Linked DNA regions of Triticum aestivum: region 1 is linked to region 2. A link is a contact called in public Hi-C data. All regions are on one chromosome and are shown on one strand. The core of a region is the stretch at or near the end of the contact, and the rest is flanking DNA. Distances in the headings are between cores, read along the strand shown.

What was found. A called contact is a pair of places that touch in the nucleus more often than the background predicts.
Region 1: a contact with region 2 is called in a Hi-C map of leaf, with 4 times the contacts expected there. The contact joins the promoter of LOC123060423 here to the promoter of LOC123060420 in region 2. A contact is called at or near these places in 2 of 5 Hi-C or Micro-C datasets (both in leaf).

Annotation. Positions count from the first base shown.
Region 1 is chr3A:82,078,858-82,085,288 of IWGSC CS RefSeq v2.1, reverse strand. It overlaps LOC123060423, which reads right to left and starts at 4,586. Exons shown (of 4, transcript XM_044483139.1): 1 at 4,336-4,586; 2 at 2,451-2,541; 3 at 2,099-2,366; 4 at 1,459-1,779. The coding sequence starts at 2,534. The coding sequence ends at 1,631. It overlaps LOC123060422 (metacaspase-1), which reads left to right. Exons shown (of 5, transcript XM_044483135.1): 3 at 1-460; 4 at 534-864; 5 at 978-1,578. The coding sequence starts at 88. The coding sequence ends at 1,359.
Region 2 is chr3A:81,862,632-81,869,593 of IWGSC CS RefSeq v2.1, reverse strand. LOC123060420 (probable galactinol--sucrose galactosyltransferase 2) reads right to left here and starts at 2,158. Exons shown (of 8, transcript XM_044483133.1): 1 at 1,851-2,158; 2 at 1,509-1,752; 3 at 942-1,186; 4 at 749-839; 5 at 612-660; 6 at 1-462. The coding sequence starts at 1,699.

The sequences.
Region 1 (6,431 bases), core at 3,337-5,836, 210 kb before region 2:
GCCACTCTCAAGGCAGAATGGCCCCATGCAGCATCCCAATCTCCATGTGATAGTTCGGCGACGGCGAGCTCAGCTTTCATCCGCGGGATGGGCAACACCGGGCCGCCGAGGATGGCGTCGTGGTGCAGGCACTGCGGCGCGGGCATCGCGGCGCCGCCGGCGGGGCCGAGCTCCGGCGTCCGGTGCGCGTTCTGCCGCCGCGTGACGCGCGTGGAGCGGCACCGCAGCGTGGGCAGCGCATCGAGCGCGCTCGCGCCCCCGTCGGCGGTGAGCTCGGCCAGGCTCGAGCTGCCGGCCGGCTACCCGGCGTCCCGCGGCAAGAAGCGTGCCGTCCTCGTCGGCGTCAGCTACACGGGCACCTCCTACGAGCTCAAGGGCACGGTCAAGGACGTCGAGCTGATGAGGAACCTCCTCTGCGACAAGTTTGGCTTCCCCGGCGACTCCATCCTCGTCCTCACCGGTAGTGATGATCAAGAAGCGAGAAGTGTAACTGATCATCTTATATATGATCGATGTGTTTGTGCTTGTGGCAGAGGAGAGTGACGACGCGAGCAGAGTGCCGACGAGGGAGAACCTGCTACAGGCGATGCGGTGGCTCGTCGCAGGATGCGACGCCGGCGACTCACTGGTGTTCCACTTCTCCGGGCACGGCGTGCAGAAGCTGGACACGGCCGGCGACGAGGTGGACGGGTACAACGAGGCGCTGTGCCCGCTGGACTTCGAGGACAAGGGCAAGATCCTGGACGACGAGATCAACGAGACCATCGTCCGGCCGCTGGGCCCCGGCGTGAAGCTCCACGCCATCATCGACACCTGCCACAGCGGCACCATCCTCGACCTCCGCTACCTCTGCCGCCTCTCCAGGTACGTACTACGTGCCTACTACGTGCACCCGCAACGTTTCTTCCAGACCGTGCTGTGACTGATCTACTGATCTTGACGACGAGTGAGTGAATCTTTGCTGTGATCCATCCAAGGACCGGGTACTGGCAGTGGGAGAACCACGTCCGTCCGGGTAAGCCGAAAGGCACCAACGGAGGCCTCGCCATCTCCATCAGCGGCTGCAACGACGACCAGAAGTCATCGGAGTCGAGCGTCCAGGGGTTCTCCGATACCGCTGCCATCGGCGCCATGACGGACAGCTTCATCAGGGCCGTGGAGTCCGAGCCGGGGACGACCTACGGGCGGCTGCTGAGTGCGATGAGGGCGACGATCCGCGACAGCCAGGGGACCGGCCGCCGCCTCCCCGGGAGGATCGGCTCCTTCGTCCGCAAGATGATCACTTCCAGCGCCGTGCAGGAGCCTCAGCTCTGCTCTTCAGAGATGTTCGACATCTACCGGAAGCCCTTTCTCCTGTGACTCTGCCTCGCGCCGGAGTTCTTCGGAATCATGTAATTCGTTTGCCTTACCAATGATGCTGTCGTCCTGTCCTGTGCTGCACTGCACTTGTGAGCAAAGTGAACGGGACATTTCAGTTGTACTGCAGTAGAATCAATATCACTGAGTAATATCACATGTTTCCAGAAACAACATTTCAGTTGCTGAACGCATCGAACAGTTGAGGTGTGAATTTTCATAGGGACTACTCGGCAGTTAGGCGAGCTGCCTTTGCCTCCTGTAATGTGCCTAGCTACTTGGGTTTATCTGTGAGGCTCACGAGGGATTTCACGATTCCAGGGCTGATCTTGTCAGCAAGGGCGCCTTTCTCGGAGATCAGAAATGACTTCTCCTTCACAAAGCTTTGCAGCTTCTTGGTGTCGAAGTCCAGGCGTTCTTGATCTGCAACATTGTGAAGAAATGCGATAAGGAATTGCATAATCATTAGTAACGGTCTAAGCTTGCTAACCCTGACCTTCTGTAACAGTTACTTTAAAAGTTTGCATGCAAAGAAAATGTCGCAACTATGACACAATTACGGAATCAGATCACTACTTTTCACCAGGTATAAGGAATTCATGCGGTGAACAGGAGCAATTCAACAGACTTTTGAGTAGACTTGAAATAAACCCTCCTGGATTTTGAGGCTTTGCATGCATCAAACCTACTTTAACAGGAACAAAATGCACCGAATTCATAGATCCATATGAAAAAAAGGTACCTTCTTCCAGAATAGTGTGTGTTGCATGAAACGGAACACGGGCAAAAATATCTGATCCTGGAAACATTAGCCAGGTATGTTCCTTGGGGTCGTGGTTTCCACATGTCGAGCATATCTCCTTTACCAGCTGCTTGCCTGAGGTTCCTTCCATTTCTTTCATTACGACGTCAAAGGGAGATGGAACACTACTTTTGGTTGTCCTGGCTCTTTTCCGGAGGGCTGTCAACGCCTCCCTGTTAGCATTCCTCATCTTGTCATTTTGCACAAGCTGATGCTCACACAAGAACAAACTATAAGATATCAGCATTGATATATGACAAAAATAACAGAATAAATTGCAACCCATACACACCTCATGCCTAGCCAGAAGAAGTTGCTCTGCATCAGTTTCAATGTCAACCAGAGCCTCTTGAAGCTGCTTCATGTTAGAGTCCATGACAAAACTGCAAAACAATGCCAATTCATTTTCCAAATATAAGTAAATCACTTCAGAATACAATCATCTACATACCATACATTCATAAGCAAAATAACACACATAATTTAAAGGTTCCGGTTTCTAGCATGTTGCATCATAGAAGCAACAAAGTGCTGAAAACACACAAACAAAATGTGTTGTGAAGTATCAGATCTTGTCTCTAATAAAACATATCTCAAAATACCCCAAGCTGAATGTCCTACTCCCTCCTTCCATTTATATAGGGCCTAATGCGTTTTTCAAGACCGCCTTTGACTATTGACAAGATTAATAGTACATGACATGCATAATGTGAAAACTATATCATTGAAAGGTCCTTTCACGTACGAATTTGATGATGTGCTTTGTGTAAGTTGCATGTTATATATTATTGCTCTAACATTTGGTCAAAGTTAGCCTCAAAAAACGCATTAGGCCCTATATAGATGGAAGGAGGGAGTATTTAAAATAATAACTAGAAAACATATACTCCCTCCGATCCAAAATAAGTGTTGCAGTTCTGAACTAAGGTCAGAGGGAGTAATAGATACGATAGTTAGTGTTAACTGTTAACAACGGAACAAAAGTAGCTAAAATTAACATATGGCAATCACAATGGAATAGATCGATAAGCATCAGGATATGAAAGAACCTCAACCTGCTTCAGGCACACGTATTTGGTACAATAGTACAATGGTAATGTGATATGAGTATATATGTGGCTCTGTTCTCTGATGTCCTGGTCATTTAATAGCCTAATTGGATATCACGGCAAAATCCTTTTCACTCTACAAAATACTAGTGCAATGGCATGCCCTGAAATTGTGTAATTAGGGAAATATAAAAAAGTACTGCTGCAAGCATGACTTACAAAACAGAACACTTTTTTTTATGTAAAATAGAACACTTTTCTTAATATACAAGAGGCAACTAACCCTGTAACCCATCAGCTGGGCACAAGGCACCAGCAAGTCTTATTTAAAGAGTCAATGTTTCAGCAAGCAAACTAGCTGAGCATCTCAGGTCTACTGAAAACATTTTCTTGCTACTTTTCTAATAATCTAATACAAATCTAAACATTACTCATTTAGCTAAAAACATCTCAACTGATACCCTTGTAACGCAAAAATATCACACTGTCCTCTACTGAAGATCAAGATCGAAGCAATTAAATTTTCAACCTATTGAAGTATTTTTGGTTACAGATCGCAGCTTCATAGTCTATAAGCTAGTGGATTTTCAACCTATTGAACGATCGGAGCACAGCATTCCTGGAAAGAAATTAGTAACTGCTATGACCTCTCGCGTTTAGGTTTCAGAGAAAAAATCAGGAAGTGTCCGCGCTACTGTGCAGTGGCGGAGCCAAAAGCAAACCCATCCAAGAAATACATCACATAACATTTCAAAAAATATGCCCCATGCGAAAACATACGAAATAAAGCCTAATAGCCAAATAAATCATGAATTTTAACTCGAAGCTTAACGACCTAGGAATAGGTAAAAAAATGTCAAAGTACAGATAATAGTACGTTGGATACAAAAAAGTACCAAATCAACTGTTGCTTTAGCTGTGCCTCCCATAACTACACAAAACCGGCGAAAAAGATCTCTCATCTTCAGTTTTATTTTCAACTCAATTTTCTTCTGCATACACTGATACACATAGACACATAATGACATAACTGGTTCTTCCAGTGTGGTTACTGGTTGTGGCAGTTTTCCACATATCTAATCATACACATGCTAAAACTGAAATTGCGTGAGAAAATTACCCAGCAACCTGGCCGGCTGGCACTGGCCCTAGCAAGCAAGTAGTAGTAGGCAGAGGCAGGGGCGGGGGCAGTCCTGGCCCCCTGGGCGGGGGAGAGCCCGGAGAAGGTAGGGCGGCGCGGCGGCACCCGGCCGGAGCAGCGCGGCGGCCGGCGCGAGGCGAAACGCCGGCGGGCAAGGGAGGCCGGGAGGGGAACGGACGGCGGACGTCCACAACTAGGCAGCTAGGTCGCAGAGGGCGGCGCAACCAGACTGCTGCAAGCCTGCGAGACGGTGCGTCCGTGCGTACCTAGGTCGACATGTTGACTGGGCCCTCTGTGCCTGGGGCCTAGGCCGTGTTGGGCTGCTGCATCCCGGCCCAGTACAAAGCCTATAGGTAGGTAGAAGAAAAACATTCCACGCCCTGGGCCTGAGGGCCTGGGGTACAGCTCAATCTGTATTCTAAAATTGTACAGCGTACATTACACAAATGTTGAATGCGAAAATGGCCGCGAACCAATATGTGGTTGGATGGTTAGAGGGACTGTGGTATCTCCAACCCACCAGGGGTCAAATCCTGATGCTCGCATTTATTCCTGGATTTATTTCAGGATTTCCGGCGATGCGCATTCAAGATGATATGACGGCTTAGTCTTTTGGAGGTGCTCATATGGGTAGGGCGTGCGTGTGTGTGTTCATAGGGATGAGTGTATGCGTATGTATATGAGCGCTTGTGTCTGTATTGATGTTTAAAAAAATGCGAAAATGACCAATCTTTTTATTAATAATAACTAATAATTCAATAATTAAGAAAGTAATAAAGGGCTAGCGAAAATTTTAAAACTAGCATCCACAAGGTGGTTAGGTCTAGCCCCGACTCCTTGAACCAGATAGTGTTGGCGGCTGCCGCATCCATCTCATCCCCGTCCCCCACCTTCATCTTCCCGCCTACCACGCCGACACTGGCCTCCGGCTCATCCCGGCCACCCACCTTCCATGGACCGCCTCGGCCTCCGTGTCATCGCCCACATCCTCACGACCCTCCCGACCTCCGGCGCATCCCCGGCGCGCACATCCTCACGGCTACCCCCGACATCCTCATGGCCAAAGGGGTTGGGCAGAGGGCACCGTTACGGCAGCATCAACAAGTTGGATGGAGGTGGTCGTCCCTCTCTCTTCTCTCCACTGCTTCTCTGTACATCGTCCCAACCATTGATAGCAGCGTGGATTGTCGCGGGGTGGTACACTGTAGTTTTTCTGAAGGAAATATGCCCTAGAGGCAATAATAAAGTTCTTATTTATATTTCCTTATATCATGATAAATATTTATTATTCATGCTAGAATTGTATTAACCGAAAACTTAGTACATGTGTGAATACATAGACAAAATAGAGTGTCCCTAGTATGCCTCTACTTGACTAGCTCGTTAATCAAAGATGGTTAAGTTTCTTAGCCATAGACATGTGTTGTCATTTGATGAACGGGATCACATCATTAGAGAATGATGTGATGGACAAGACCCATCCGTTAGCTTAGCATAATGATCATTTAGTTTTATTGCTATTGCTTTCCTCATGACTTGTACATGTTCCTCTGACTATGAGATTATGCAACTCCCGAATACCGGAGGAACACCTTGTGTGCTATCAAACGTCACAACGTAACTGGGTGATTATAAAGATGCTCTACAAGTGTCTCCAATGGTGTTTGTTGAGTTGACATAGATCGAGATTAGCATTTGTCACTCCGTGTATCAAAGAGGTATCTCTGGGCCCTCTCGGTAATGCACATCACTATGAGCCTTGCAAGCAATGTGACTAATGAGTTAGTCATGGGATGATGCATTACGGAATGAGAGACTTGCCGGTGACGAGACTGAACTAGGTATGATGATATCGACGATCGAATCTCGGGCAAGTAACATACCGATGACAAAGGGAACAACGTATGTTGTCATGCGGTTTGACCGATAAAGATCTTCGTAGAATATGTAGGAACCAATATGAGCATCCAGGTTCTGTTATTTGTTATTGACCGGAAATGTGTCTCGGTCATGTCTACATAGTTCTCGAACCCGTAGGGTCCGCACGCTTAACGTTCGATGACGATATGTATTATGAGTTATG
Region 2 (6,962 bases), core at 909-3,408:
GACGATGTCCGGCTGGTTGCCGGTGACGCCCGGCGACTGCACCGGGTAGGCCAGCGCGGACTCGTAGTGCTCCATCCCGGCCGCCGACGGCTTGACGCCGCCCCAGTAGCCGGCCATGGCGTGCCAGACGTAGACGCTCTTGACGCCGTGCCCCTTCTTGGTCTCCTCCACCAGCCGCTTCAGCCCCGGGGTGTCGTCCTGGTCATGCTCGCTCTGGAACTTGGTGTTCTCCTTGATGCCGGTGAGCCTGCTCGCGAACTGCGCCCCTTCCTGGACGGCGACGCCGGGGTCCTCCTTGTTCTCGCTGCCGATCTGCTGCCAGCCGTCGTCGATGATGAGGAACCGCGGTGGCACGCCGCCCTCCGCCAGGCTGCGGAGGCCCTGCTTGACACCGTCGGCCGTCACGTCCGTGTAGAAGGCGTCCCACGTGCACCACCCGAACCAGTCCACAAACGACGGCAGCTGCATAGGCCAATCCCCAAGCACACAAACCAATCAGATACAAGCGGTGGACTCAGAGCATCTAAAACCGCATACATCAAATTCGGTCCTCAAACGTCCACGGACGCGTCCAAATCAATCTGGTTGAACATGATAGAAATTGTACGGACCTTTTTCTTCTCCCTGTGGTGGAATGTCTGCATGTGCTTCTCAACGGCCCTGCATTCCAGATAAGGAACATTTTAACGTGTCAGTTTAGATTTTGATTTGAGTCAGAGACGGAGGAAGAAGAGGAGGACGTATGTACTTGACGGCCTGGGTGATGGTGTCGAAGGGGTTGGTGCCGGCGTGGATGTACAAACTGTTCATGCCCTGCTCCGTCTGCACCGCTTTGTCCCCTGCTCTCACCCACACACACAACTGAATTCAGCAACGGCTCCAGTGCAAACACAACCACACATCAACTAATCTGGTGACAAAAAAGAGCTCCTGATCATTACCGCTCTCGATGCAGATATGGAGCTGGTCTTGGTCGTTGCCCTGGAGCACCGTGCGGAACTGCCCCTCCAGCAGCGGCAGCATCACCAGGTACACCGGCTCGCTGTCGCCGTCGTCGTTGCCGGCGGCGGCAGGGACCTCGATGAGGATGAATTGGGTCTCCAGCGGGACGTCGCGGCCGGAGGTGCCCATCCGCTGCGTCATCCACCACAGCTTGAACCGGAACAGGCACATGAACCGGCAATCGCTGCAGCATCAACAATTTTTCCAGCGAAATGTAAATTAACCTCAGTCGAAAAGCTATGCCAAAAATAAACTGCTGTAACAAAATTCATAAAGAAAACTGGAGTATGGTTTTTTTAGAAGAAATGAACTAATGAAAACTGGAACTGCTCAGAAATCAACTTCCTAAAATTTGACAGAAATCCTCAAAAAACAATTGATAGGAGAAAAAAAAAGGTCAGAAATCCATGGTGCATTCCAGAGTTTGCCCAGGTGTTCATCCACCTTCCCCGCATTTATCCACCACTATCTCTTTTCCTCAACAGACACGGACAAAGAATACTGACCGGAGAGTCCCGAAGGTGAAGACGTGGTGGCTCTTGGCCTCGCCGGCCGTGGCACCCACGAAGGCCCCGTCGACGAGCCCGGCCCCGGCAGCATGCGCTGCGGTGATGTTGTCCGGCACGCCGGAGAGCACCGTCCGGCCGCGGACCTCCAGCCTCCCGTCGCTCACCGTGATTTGCGGTGTCACCGTCATCTCGGATAACCAAATTCAAAGGACCGCCCCTTCTGCAGCACAAGAACAGCAAGCTGAAACGGCCGGCGTCAGCATCCAGCAAACGACCAAAGCAAAATTCAGACGAATCATTCACAGATAGAGATGCTGACCAATCAAGGAGAACGCGTACCTTGCTTCGATAGATACCGGACGATGGTATATGATAAGAGTGATAGGGAGAGCTTTGCGTGCGGGTAATTGAAACTAGTAGCACTAATCTAATGATATGATAAGATGGTGCGGTGCCCTCGCCGGAGAGGGAGATGAAGGGAGGGAGGGAGGCGATGGGGAGAGGAGGGGTTTATATAGTCGGTCGGGAGGAGGGCGAGACGTGCGTGGCCGGCGACACGACATCCACACGCGGCCCATTCCCATTCGGGGAAGAAGCCCAGTCGCTGGAGAATTCACATGTTTCTTCGACTCTGTACGCCTAAAATTACGCCTTTTCCGGTGAGGTCTCCGTTTCTTTGTGTGGAAGATTGCACGGTATGGTCCAGCTGCTACGATATCGTGGACGATCTGACGTGTCCCAGTTCGATGTATATCTTTCTTGGAAGAAAGTTAATTGTGTAAACTATGCTACGCCTGGGTTGTTGCTTGTGTGTTTCCTGTTGCCGGCCGAGCGGAACAAATGACACGGACAGTCTTGGTCTCGGAACATTATCCCTCTCTTGGCTCCCGACGTCCATATCTTTTTTTTGGTGCTGCTCAAGCATTTCAATTTTCGTGTTCCAGATTTTCCACTGAAGATTGGCCCAATCATTCGAGGGCGGATGACGCCTCAAGAAAATTATCTAGAAATATTTACATCTTTCCCCCGAAAAGAGAATGTTTATGTTTATAGTTTTGAAAAATCGGATCATTTGTATATTTTGTTGAAAGCATATATCTATTTTTATTCCTTGTTTGTGTGCCCTCCTAACATTTTACGGTAGATATGTCTACGGCATGTGTTTTTACAGATTAAAAACCATATGATGATCAGAGTGCATGGTACTCCCTCCGTTCCAAATTACTTGTTGCATGTATGGATGTATCTAGATGTATTTTAGTTCTAAATACATCCATTTTTCCGACGAGTAATTTGGAACAAAGGAAGTACATAGTTAGCATCTTTGTCGGTGAGTAGGGATCCTCACTCGAAGAGAGAGGCGGCACAAGGGCATATAAACCTTATTACCGGCCTAGGTGTCTAAGGGCTTTCGTGTTCCGCACCACACTCCATCACAATAGACTCTCGTAAGGGGTAAGGGCTAGGGGACCTACTTTAGGGATTTTATGGTTGATGGGAGATTTGCACCTCATTACTGCATGATCACTTGGTTATATCATATCTTTTGAAGATCGGTATTGAACTATCAACCTAGGGTCGGTTACATAAGGGCGGCACAAGCTCCCTCATGGGGCAGAAGATACTTGGGAGCTTATTCCCACACCCTAGCTCAGTAGATACGAAAATGCCATTGTAATCCTCTATATTCAACAATAAAGATAGATAGGCAAGAGCTATTACCCATACAGGGGCTTGGACCTAGGTAAAGCCACCGCATCACCATCGATCAATCATCGCCTAAGAGAGTGCTTCGAGCACCACCCCTCTCTCCGCATTGTTTCACGACAAGCATTAAAATCATAAGATCAACAAATCATTATTTTTTTGATAATTATTGAGTTTGTATTTATACACATCATTTCATGAGGGTTCAAAGATCTTTTATTCGCATGTTTCATGACAAACATCAAATCGTAAGATCAGCAAAATATTGTTTTTTGACAGTTATTGAGTTTGTATTTATACTAGTAAATGCGCACGTGCAATGCACGTTAAATATTTAGGCAATATATTAATTGCACATGGATTTTAGGTCTGCTATTATTTGTGTGTTAATCCTGTGATTAGTGTGATATCTGGTATGATATTAATTGCACGTTAAATACGTTTAACGCTCGCCATTGGAGCAGTCTAGGTCGTTGGATTAACTTAGTTCGATGACTGGGATCAGTTGGATCTGCCCCTTTGGGTCTTTTTATATTGGTATAGATAAGTCATTTCATGAGGGTTCAAAGATTTTTTTTTATTCGCATGTCTCACTCCAAGAAAAGATAATTTTGCCGAGATCACAAAATAACCAAAATATTTAATCTTTCAACAAATTCACCTATACCAATATAAAAAGACTCAAAGGGGCAGATCCAATTAATCTCAACCATCAAATCATGTCAATCCAACGACTTAGACTGTTTTAGTGTCGAGCGCTCAACACGTTTAGCGTGCAGTTAATTTCATGCCAAATATAGTGCTAATCATATAATAACACGCAAGTAATATCTTACTTAATATCCGGATACACTTAATATACTTTCAAATTAACGTGCATTGCACGTACATATTGACTAGTAGAGGAAAAGGAACATCAAGAAACAACGACAAGTCTAGTGGAATATGTGATTGGAAAAAACGGCCAAAACGACAAAATGAGACGCTTCTCTTCAATGAAAATGAAATCTCTCAAAAAAGTTGTGAAAGCAACTGTGACATTTTGGTAAATATCATAACAATTCAATAAAATATTACCAAAGAACAAAAGCATGTGGTAAAACCTACAATGGGTTTTCTCACGTACTACAAAATGGTGTTTTTTCCTAAAAAAGATGCAGACGCTTTACCACTCCGAAATCAAAATAATTGCTAGATTTTTTTTCTTCTATAAATGAGTTGTACCCATGTATTAATCAAACATCAGCATTATAAGAAATATCCAAAAGGAAATGGAAATATAATTGACTCCTCAGGTTATCCTTCATCTGGTACATGCCGAGGATGCGCTGAAGTTTGCTGCCGCTGGAGTTTTGCGCCATCACTGGAACAATAAACGTGTATCCACACAGGCAGCCGGTAAATCACTGATCTCTGCTGTGAAGTCTCGACTACATTGATCCCGAAGGATCGACGACCCAAAAACGAAGACGAAGCACCATTAGCCCAACAAAGCCCCCCCCCCCCCCCTGCCGCCACACGCATCAATGTGTTGGGCACTGAGGGAAAGGAAAAAATGTTCACCTGATCTCGTCGGCAGATCCAGGGTGCACACACCACTGAAGCCGGAGGAGAAGCGACGGGCATCAGTGATATATATGTTCATGTGATCTCATAGTGGGTTTCAGCATCTCACGTGTCATCAGAGCAGTATAAGAAGCCGATGAATGACTTTTTTGAGAAGCAAATTTGACCATATGTTTTATTTGCATAAAAAATCACTGAGGAATGACTTCCGCGGTATTCTCGGTGAGAAAAAAAATCAACACTATATACACGCTTGTATTCACATTTTCTATCCTCAAAATTTTATGTTCTCGCCTTGAAGTCGTCAGGAGTTTTTTCTTAGCAAAACTTTTAATACAAGTACAACCGAAGGTCAAGTTTATTTCTGATTTTTTCACCTTCTCTTGATTTAAATTTTTTTCATATAGGATGTAAGGGCATGTTCAACTCAGACCCCCTAAATCGGACACCGTATCCGTCCACGAACCGGTGGAGACAAGTCTGCCAACGATGGTGCGAGAGAGAGCCATCGAACGCTTATTCACTAATAATCCTTATTTGTCCGTTGGGAGGAGAGAGAAAGAGAGAGAGAGAGAGGGAGATCATGCATGTTGTTGCTTTTGGTTGGATATGTGCGATTGAGAGGAGTGAGAAAGAGAGGATGACCACGTGGTTGCTTTTCATTGATGATGTCAGAATGCTCCCAAACTTGCCACAAATTTGCTTCCAATATACCAGATTTCGGACTGGTTGGTAGACACTTTAAGGACTCGGTTGGGTGGCAAAAGTGGTCCGGACATACACGGGAGATTTGAAGGTACACCTTAGAGATGCCTTGACTACACATGAGAGACAAAGGGTATTTCCCCAAAATAATGTTTTTTTTGCCTAGAACAAGTAGTACAATAGAATAGAATGATTTTTGTCTATAAGAGACGTCACATCAGATATTTGCCTAGCTGAAGAGAAAAAAAAGAGAGAAGAGAAGCAAAATGAAAGATGACAGCCGGCTGTAGCACATACTCCAACACACTTTGTGGGAGAAAAAGATAAACCACGACTAAGTATTATATTAATGAGCTATCAGGTTTGCTATATATAACGCGATCATTTCATATGGTCGGCTGTTGGTTACTGACCATGCTGTTAGCCTGTTACCCGCACTCTCTCACACCAACGGAGCCGACAGAAGAAGAGGAAGGCGACGATGAACCGGTGGAGAAGATGCATGTGGCGGCAGGAGCAACCTAATCAGCCTAGGTAGGCGGCGGCTGCGCAGGCTACGCTTTAACCGGCTGTCCATGTCCACCAGACCAGTAATTTGTACGTACTCCGATCGGGGACATTGTTTGGCTGCGCAAGTGGCTACGGGATGAGTGTCCAGATTCCACGGATGAACAACGGACTCTTGCGTTGGAAGGCATGCACACAAGCGAACAGTAGGTCGCTCTTGCATTTCCGAGGCTCATAGGCGCCGGTGTTGACTGATTGAACGCTGTTGTGTTTTTATCTGCGCATGTACGTAGTCCGTAGAGGCTATGGAACGATCGACCAATCCGATTAGTGACATATAAAACGCATGCGTTTTTATACTATGTTGTTGGCCGACGAGGGGTGGTGAGAAAAGTGTACTACTTTCTTTGTCTCATAATATAAGAGTGTTTCTCACACTATGCATTTAGACAGAGGGAGTACATAATATCATGTACTTTTTAACTATCAATGTATTCGTTGCTAGAGATACGACAAGCAAATCAACTCTACGAAGAACAAAGAACAAGCAGGGGACACAAGATTTTAACGTGAAAAACCCTTCCAACAGGAAGGGGAATAACTACGGGTGCTAGCTTGTTAGGGTACCAGATCGATCTATTATACTCTCAACAATTCAACTCAGTTCATACATCGATGATATTCTGGTGGTGGAAAGGAAGGGAAGGGAAGTAGGTGAGGAAGAGAGAGCCGCCGTCCTTTGCCTGATCCTCCTGGATATCGATCCAATCGGTGCTTCCAGATTAAGTACTGGTGGCGACGCGTCAACGGGTCCAGTTGGGCCCGACGAATCTTCTGTTGGGCTGGACTATCCTCTTGGGCCTGCTGGATATCCTTCTTGCCACGTAGCCGTCTTGGGCCGTGTTCGCTGCCATGGTGGTACTCTTTCTCCAGTCGTCATGGCAGCGGCTCCCTTGCTCTGCTTGC